Linked DNA regions of Gossypium arboreum: region 2 is linked to region 1. Evidence: chromatin contacts called from public Hi-C data. All regions are on one chromosome and are shown on one strand. Each heading gives the region's core, a stretch centred on a gene start, on an enhancer-like site or on the middle of the called end of the contact. The rest is flanking DNA. Distances are from core to core; before and after follow the strand shown.

What was found. Hi-C and Micro-C count contacts between places; a contact is called where the count stands out from the background.
Region 2: a Hi-C map of leaf shows a contact between it and region 1, with 2.1 times the contacts expected there. The contact joins the enhancer-like site here to the promoter of LOC108460038 in region 1. A contact is called at or near these places in 2 of 5 Hi-C or Micro-C datasets (both in leaf).

What each region holds. Positions count from the first base shown.
Region 1 is chr4:112,812,838-112,817,215 of ASM2569848v2, forward strand. LOC108460038 (adenylate isopentenyltransferase-like) reads left to right here and starts at 2,873. Exons shown (of 1, transcript XM_017759419.2): 1 at 2,873-4,378. The coding sequence starts at 3,344.
Region 2 is chr4:112,864,245-112,868,639 of ASM2569848v2, forward strand. No RefSeq gene overlaps it. Among protein-coding and RNA genes, the nearest start is that of LOC108457833, 9.1 kb to the right of the region's middle. Within about 2 kb of position 2,222, at least 2 of the 2 cell types and tissues checked have an H3K27ac peak or open chromatin away from gene starts, as enhancers often do. A contact at or near this core is called in leaf, where this site is marked.

The DNA.
Region 1 (4,378 bases), core at 1,623-4,122:
GGAAAGTAAATAAAATGTAACATACCAAGCGTCGGAATCACTTTTCAACTTATTAAATTTTTAGGAAAGTGACTACTTTCCATCATACTGAATGCTATCTAAGTGTAAATATTGTTAACTTAGGAGATCTTTGTGTAATTACTAATCTCTTTCAGCTTAACGCGTTAGTAGATTAAACGCGTAGGTGGAACCTTTTCCAAGAAGATTGAATTAGCGATTTTGAGGCATCATATCACCACACAAGGATTGAATAAGGTTGAACCTATGGTATTGTATTAGAAATTGTGATAAATGGCATGTACATATAGGCTTAACCATTTGTAAAGAATTATAATTATTTGTTTTATGTTTATAAGTGACAATGTAGTTGAATTTGATGGGTTATAAATTATATTTTGCTCCTTAAAAGTGTTGTGTATGTTTTTATGAATGAATATAAGTTTAAAGGTCATTTAAATGTGTCTAAAATTATTTGAAACCCATTGGTATTATATGATGTTGATTGAGGATTTTGTTAAGTGTTTTTGAATTGAATTTCAACTTTAGGGGCCCTTAATATCGATACTTAGCTTCATAAGTATCACAACAAGTTAAAAATATTATAAGTTTCTACAATTCTAGGGAGTTGTATTAGTACTTCTCCAGAGGCATATGTACTTCTCCCTCAGTTTACCCATTGCACTATTTTGACTCTTTGGAGCCCATTTTGAGGCCTAGACACAGCTAATCACCTATGGAAAGCTTCTAAATGATTCTAAAATGATTTTAAGCCCTTGAAAATGATTTTATCATATTTTATGATTTTATTTTAAATTGTTTTAAATTTTAAGTTATTGTGATACTCCTATTTTTCTTAACCCGAATGACATTAAGTTGTTGAGCTTCAAACTTTTGTTTTATAATTTGGATGTGTCCCATAAGTATTCAATGACTCGAAATAATTTATAATCAATTTTAATCTTCTAAACTTGTTTAATTTGATTCAATGAACATTAACATGTTGTGAAATGGATACTTTTATAAAAGAAAATTTTTATTCAAGTCTAAAAGTGCTTTAATAACACCTCTAACTCGTATTGTAAATCGGGACACGTAAGGAATATTACATTTTGTCTCAAGCGAGGCGAGATACTGTTTTTAGGGTCGTTACCACAACTCTATCGGTATTTATCTTGCAATGCTTTAAACTATCGTGTTCATTTTACCAAAAATTCGATTCCCTCAATAAATTTTGGTTAAGGTCCTTAATAAACTCCCCAAAGGCACTTTGGGTTAAGGTCCTTAAAGAAATTTATTTCCCTTTCTCCTCGTGTCTTGATGTACTACAAAAAAAAAGGGCTTCTTGGGAATGGCCAAGCAGTTTGGATGAATTCTCTCTTCTCAAACGGTGGTTGAGAATGAATATTGGAAATGGAGTTATATCCTTCTTTGGCTCTATAAATGGGTGTCGGACCTTCCAAACTTCGCCATTTGTTCAATCCCCTAGGTTAAGTGAATACTCGTGCCTTATACAAGAGTTGACTAATAAAGTCCAAGCTATTAGAAGTATACGTATTGGTCTCCCTTCGTCTTGTGACCGAATTATATGGGGAGTAAGATGTTGGATTTGGGTACTGAGTGATCTCTTCATAAAGAGCTGTTATTACAGGGGCTTCGGCGAGCAGAAAATAGGAAAAATGAGAGCAATATGTAGCTAAAGTTATGGAAACCCAAAACCTTTCCGAAGATGAAAACTTTTTTATGGAAAGCATATCAAGAACGATTTAGCAACTAAAGAAAATTTGGCAAGACGAACTAAGCATAAAGAAAAGGGATGTCTTAGAGGGTGTTTGGATAAAAATCCATTAACATTTCGTGTTTTTTTATTAGATACAAAAATATATAGCAGGATGAAAACTAGCATTTGGAAGGCAACTCCATCTTAATCAGTTTGGTGAACAACCAAGTGATGAAATGTGTGTCTAAATAAAAACTGATAATAATAATAATAATAATAATAATTTGCAAGCTAATAGAATCTCTCTTAAATAATATTCCCCATCACTGGTACAATTATTATTAAGATGAAATCCAAATCTAAAATATTACAGATAATATGGGAAATAAAAATATTAGAGAGGGAAAAGAGAAAGAAATCTAATTTAATTTCTAATATAGATTTTAGCAACACTTCTGACTATAATTTAATTCTAAATTTATAAGAACAATCTTAACAATGTGTGCTAGCTGCAAAATGTTCCCACCTGATTGCGGAATTAACACATGAAAAATCTCTCTTTCCTCTATACTAGAGTTGATCATGGGCTGGGCGGCCCGGCCCGACCCGAAGGCCCGTCCAAAAAATGGGAAGGTTTGGGTAAAAATATAGGCCCGAAAAATGGGCTTGGGCAAAAAAACGATGTCCGTTTAAAAACGCGGCCGGGCCTCGGTAAGAGTTTTTGGCCTGCCCTACTGAATTATATATTAATATATTTTTTATTTTATTTTTAATTATTTTAAATTTTTAAAATAACTATTTTTATTATATTGTTAATTTGTGTATTGTTTTAAGAATTGTTTTAGTATTATTTTATTTGTTTTAATATTTATTTTTATGTTTTTAAATATATTTGATTTATTATATTTTTAAATTTTTTATTTAATGAAATAAGAAAAAAAATTAATATGGGCGGGCGGGCCGAGCTCGGCTTAGTAATTTTATTTCGGCTGAGCTTAGACAAAATTTTAGGCCCATATTTCGGGCCGGGCCGGGCCCAAGCCTAATAGACGGACCTAAAATTTTATCTGGGTCCAGCCCGAACCCAACCCGGCCCGACCCATGATCACCTCTAAATGCAGTTGAGAGTATAAATAGAGAGCTAGATTTGGGCATCGCCACCACACCAGGCTCAAACTTATATAGTAATTCCAAAAGGGCCTTTGATTCGCGCTTGAACAGCTCAATTTTCATTTTTATAAACACTTCCAGCTTTTCCACCTGCTATTTATTATTAATCTTCTCTATCAGTTTAACAACAATCTTCAATCCCATTCCTTTTTCTTCTTCTTCCTCTTCCTTCTCCTCCTCCTCCTCTTCCTATTCGATTGTAAAAGGTTGATACTTTGTCACCTCATGAGGTGGTGTAGATCAAACCCAGAATGCCGAAACACTGAAACTAATAAATTTACATATAGGCCAAAAGCCATTGCTTGAGAGTTTCTTTTTTCCTCTTTCTCTGTCTGTTGCCCTGTTTTTGTGTTATTGGTGGTTAAATTTCAATAAAACTAAAGGTACACGCAGAAGGTTTCCGTATTATACGTCCCTCCACAGCTCATCAAAACCCATAACCAGCCTGTCTTCCTCATGAAACCCACTTTCTCTTCATTTCACTCTCTCCATTCTCCGCTCTTTCATCCTCTTATTTCCCGGCACCGGCGTCCACGGTGCCCACGCATGGACTCCTCTTCACCCCCTCACCATCACTCCAATCAAAACAAGACCAAAATTATCGTCACCATGGGTGCCACCGGCTGCGGAAAGTCCCGCCTCTCCGTCGACTTGGCCACCCATTTCCCTCACTCTCAAATCATAAACTCAGACAAAATGCAACTTTACAACGGCTTAGACATAACAACCAACAAAATCCCTCTCCACGAAAGGAAAGGGTTTCCTCACTTTCTGCTGGGGGACTTGGACACCATCGACGCCGACGTGTCGCCCTCGCAGTTCCGCTCGGCTGCGGGTTTAACCATTGCCAACATTGTTTCGCGTGGAAACTTACCGCTTCTTGTTGGTGGGTCCAACTCTTTTATTCATGCTCTCCTTGTGGAAACCTTTGACCCACAAGTGGACGTATTCACCGGGCCAGACTCGGTGAGTCATCTCCTAAGGTATGATTGCTGCTTTCTTTGGGTTGACGTGGCTTGGTCGGTACTGTCCGACTATTTGTGTGAACGAGTGGATGAGATGCTGGAGTCGGGGATGCTGGAGGAGTTGGCTCAATTCTATGACCCAACAAAAGTAGGTGTCCGGGTCGGGTTAAGAAAAGCAATAGGTGTGCCCGAGTTCGACGAATATTTTAGAAAGTACCCTCCATGGGAAAGCGAGGAAAACGGGAGGGTACCAAAGGAAGGGTGCGATCAGGCACGGAAGGAAGTGTACGAGGAAGCAGTGAGACTGATCAAAGACAACACATGTATATTGGCGAAGAGGCAGATAGGGAAGATCATGCGGCTGAGAAAGGCAGGGTGGGACCTAAAGAGATTAGACGCAACCGCGACGTTTAGAGCGATGATGATGAAGAAGAAGAAAAACAAGTCGTCATCACCAGCATCGTCGGACTTAGAATGGAGGGATATATGGGAAAGGGAAGTGATGGAACCAAGCGTGAAGGCCGTG
Region 2 (4,395 bases), core at 972-3,471, 51 kb after region 1:
CTAAAATTCCAACCTTGTCGACACAAAAATCTCATTTAGAAATTTATTTACATTTTATTATCTAATTAATGATTATTTTTAAAAACAATCAATTGTTTAAATATTTTTATATTATTTTTATTTCTGTCAAGTTTCCCCGGTAATGAATGTAGAATAAGACAAGTTTTTATAAAATAAGTATTTATTTATTATCGTAGTTAAAACAATAATATGTTATCAACAATAAAATTGTATTAACTATAATGTTATCAAAATGAATTTCTAACTATAGAAAGAATAATGATTAAATTAAAATTTTAAGTATAAATAGAATTTATTTTTTTAAAATAATTTAAAAGAATTTATTAAAAATTATCAATTGCTTTTTTAAAACGCTTAAAGTAAAGATGACTAGTGATTAGAGTTGTTCAATGATCGAACTACCCATCTAAACTAGAATGATCCGTCCAAAATATAAAAAAACTTGAACAAATAAACAAAGCCTCGAAAATAAGATTAGGTAGAAGTATAAACTTATTTTCTATTCGGGTTTGACTAAGATAAATTATTAAAATTCGAACCCGACACAATCTGATTATATAAAATTTTAATATATAAAACCAACTTAAACCCAAATATTATTTAAACCTAAATGTAGACCCATCTTTAATACATAAAAACCAAGCCCAAACCCAAACAAACCACATCAATCTATATTTCTCATTTGTTGCTGTTGTTCTCAATTGCTAAAGTTGAAAGTTTTAGTCTTTTAATTTATTAATAAATTGTGGATTATCAAAGAAAAATTTAAATCCAAGACTCAATTATCCTATTTTATAGAGAGTTAAATTTGGATAAAATGTTAAAATTTATATTTTAATTGGATTGAATCTACGTATAAACAATGTCTAAAACTTTTTAAAAACTTTTAACTCATGTTAAGTCATGTTTTATATATTTTTGTAGTAATTTAATTTAAAGTATAATATTTTTTCGTTATCGAATTAGTTGTGTGTTTTAATTTGTGGTATATTATGTATAATTTCTTTTTGAAATTTAATATGATAAAACATTATATAATTTATATGATCTTTTACGCATTAATAATTAATTTTACGTGAATTTTAACATGTTGAAATGTTTTTATATTCATTTTATTTTCAATATTTGTATGTCATGTTTCAATTATTTTATAATTTGAATAGTTTTGTTTATAGTAATTTAATCTAATTTCGTGAACCATTGGCAACATATTGTAGCATAGATAAAAACCCTGTCATCTATAAAAAGAAAAAAAACTATTATTTTAAGAAAATTCTAAAATTAATATAGAGGAAAATTATCTTTAAAAAATATAAAATTCTATAAAAATTATAAAAATAAAATCTTGAAAATATTATTGCTAAAAACTAATATGTATGGGAAATAAACAAATTATATTCTGATCCTTTTCTTTTATTATAACGAAATAGTCATTTCAAGAAGCAGAAGGGTAAAAAAGAGAACCAATAATTTTGCTTAACGTTTTTATTTTCTTTCTATGTTTTTTAAAGAATGGATATTGATTATTTCTAATTTTTTAAAAAATTATTTTTATCATTTTATATATAATTAAGGTCAAATTGACATAAAATATAAAAATTAAGGATTAAAATTTTATTATACTAATTAAAAAATGTCACTTAACAGTCAAATGACAGAAAAACAATTTCAAAAATTTCATGATCAAAGTATAAATTTCTTTAATTAGTTGACTAAAACGAAAATTTACCTATAATTTAATAACTAATAATGTAATTTATCCTTGTAAATTATAAAACCATTAAACCCAAACCCATATCTTCCCTACACCCTTTAAAGTCATGACCCACTAAGTTAAAGCCGAAACCCAAATTTATAAAGAAAATGAAGTCTAAACCTTTACATTATCTAGAAAACCTTAATGGAAAATCAAATTGAAATTTCAGCCCGTCCTTCACTAACAGTAATAATCTTTTCTCTGCGGATACTCTTTAAAAAGTAAATAATTTTTTAAAAAGATAAATAATTTATCATAAAATATACTCATTTTTATAAGTAAAAATTAAATTCTAATTTCATAATTAAAAGATAAAGTAAACAACCATCAGCACATCTTGATTATATCACCAGAATACTACAAAGTTGATTTCTTAGGATCCCTTCCATAATCCCAACAACAGTGGCCGTTGAAAAATTCCCAACTCGCCGTAAGAACAAAGCAGGCCTTGCGACTTTGTCAAACAGTTGATCGAAACGGATGAGGTTGAATCCTTCCTGGTCACATCACCATCTGCACTTTCACTCTTTCATTGATTCCCATAGTTGGCTTTCCATCCTCCTTTTTGCTTGCAACCTGATGCCACTGCTTTCTATCAAGGCGTCACACCTAAACTTTTCGTGCGGCAATAAGATGGTAATGGTGGTGGGGGCATCACCCATTTGGAATTTTGCTTTTCATTGATGCCACTTCTTTTCTCTTTCCAAACCAAATCAAGCTGTTCAAGAAGGATTTAGCTACCAAATTTGTTATTTGGACAAAAAGAAAGTAGGACCCCCCCCCCCATAGTTATTACCAACCAATGTATTCTCTCAGTTTAACCCCATCACACATCAAACTGTGATCACAAGAAAGTTTCAGTTTAAGTATGGTAAACTGATTGATTGGCGACCACCAAACCTTTGAAACTTGGGACTTATTTTCTTTTTCGTTGGAAGGAACTAATAGTTGGGTAGATTTTATTTATGGCGACAGCGAGATGGTTTTTGCTTGGGCGACTACTCAACTGGAAGGAAATTATTGAGACTGAAACAACTGCTGCTTTGCTAGTTTAGTTCAGGATTGTTAGTTCCAACTTTCCTGAAATATAAAAAAAGTAGGGATTTGCCTGCTCCCTAATATTTTCCTAAGGTTGAGTTAGGTCAAGAATCAGGATATGTCTATTTTAAGCTCATATCTAAACTGAATATGTATTTCATCAACAAAAAGAATACCTGAAAATGTATTCACATTTCTAATTAATAGTAAAATTACTTTCTTGTCAGTTAACTAAAGTATTCTACTTTCTTAAAATAATAATAAAGCAATCGAAGATATGGGTAAATGAGCACATAATTTACATTACCGACAAAGATGGACTTTGGCTCCTTTCATTCAAATTATTTTGTAAATAAAATTTACAAGTAGATTGGGGATGATAAGTATATATAGGATATAGTAAAATATTAAATATATATAAAAAAATTAGACACGTGACAAATTTATAATTTTATTTGTGTAGTTAAAAAAATGCATTGTTAATATATTAAAACTCATCTTTTATTTAAATATTATATATATATTTAAATAGAGATCTTCAAGAATATTTGTCAAAATATTTCTTTTTAAGTATCGACCTCCGTACTCATATGTGCCAAAGTCTACATGGATACGTTTTGGCGGAATCCCGACAATAATGATTGTTGAGGTCAGACTTCCTTTCCAACAATTTTTGTATGACGTAATGTTATTTTTTAAAAGATTTCTAGTGTAATCTCATATAAATTAAACTTGCATTTAACTCGCATGGATGTTGAGTATTATGTCTACTATAAATACACCTAAAAACCTCAAAAGTTTCTTTAAACCCTATTAACCCTAATATCTAACCATAACTCTAAACCTTAATTGAAACATTTGATAAATGATAGCCAAATTATTTCCCTCCAAACTATTTAAGCTTCAATCTATTATTAGGATAAAAATTTTAGTCCAACTCTAACTTTAACTCAAATCGACCCTGACTCTCCTAATTCAAATGCTTTCGTAAGCATGGTATTCAATAAGTGTTTAAACATTTTTGGATAATGAAAAATCTTCAAGACTAATTGTAAATAAGGTTTACGATAATCTAGTAAACCCTATGTAAGGTTACTTTAGATAGATATTTTGTACTCGAACAATTCTTAAACACTCACGAGAGGCCATACTTGAAAATGAATCCAACCACCTATGATACTCATGAAAAAACATCTAAATCAAGAGAGACAGTTCACTTCAATCAAAGTTAGAGTTGCATTGAAATCATGTGAGGAAAACAATTTGTTGAGTGTTTGTTAAATACTTTAATTGAGCTTTAAACCCTAGCTTCTACAACTTAAGACAGGTAATTTAGTTAGATTACCCTTGAGACTTTAAAGAAGAATCTAATTAAATTACATTTCACAACTTGTACAAACTAGAAATTTTTTTACAAGATGATTTACTAATCTATCGTAACTTAATACGTTAAATTAGGCTCTCTAGAGTACTCAATGAGCTTGTTTTCAAATAGTTTACAAGTATTTTTAATGTTTCTTTTTATTGATTCTTAGATTTTAGTGTTAATGATAGTTTTTATTGTATTTAACTCTTTTGAT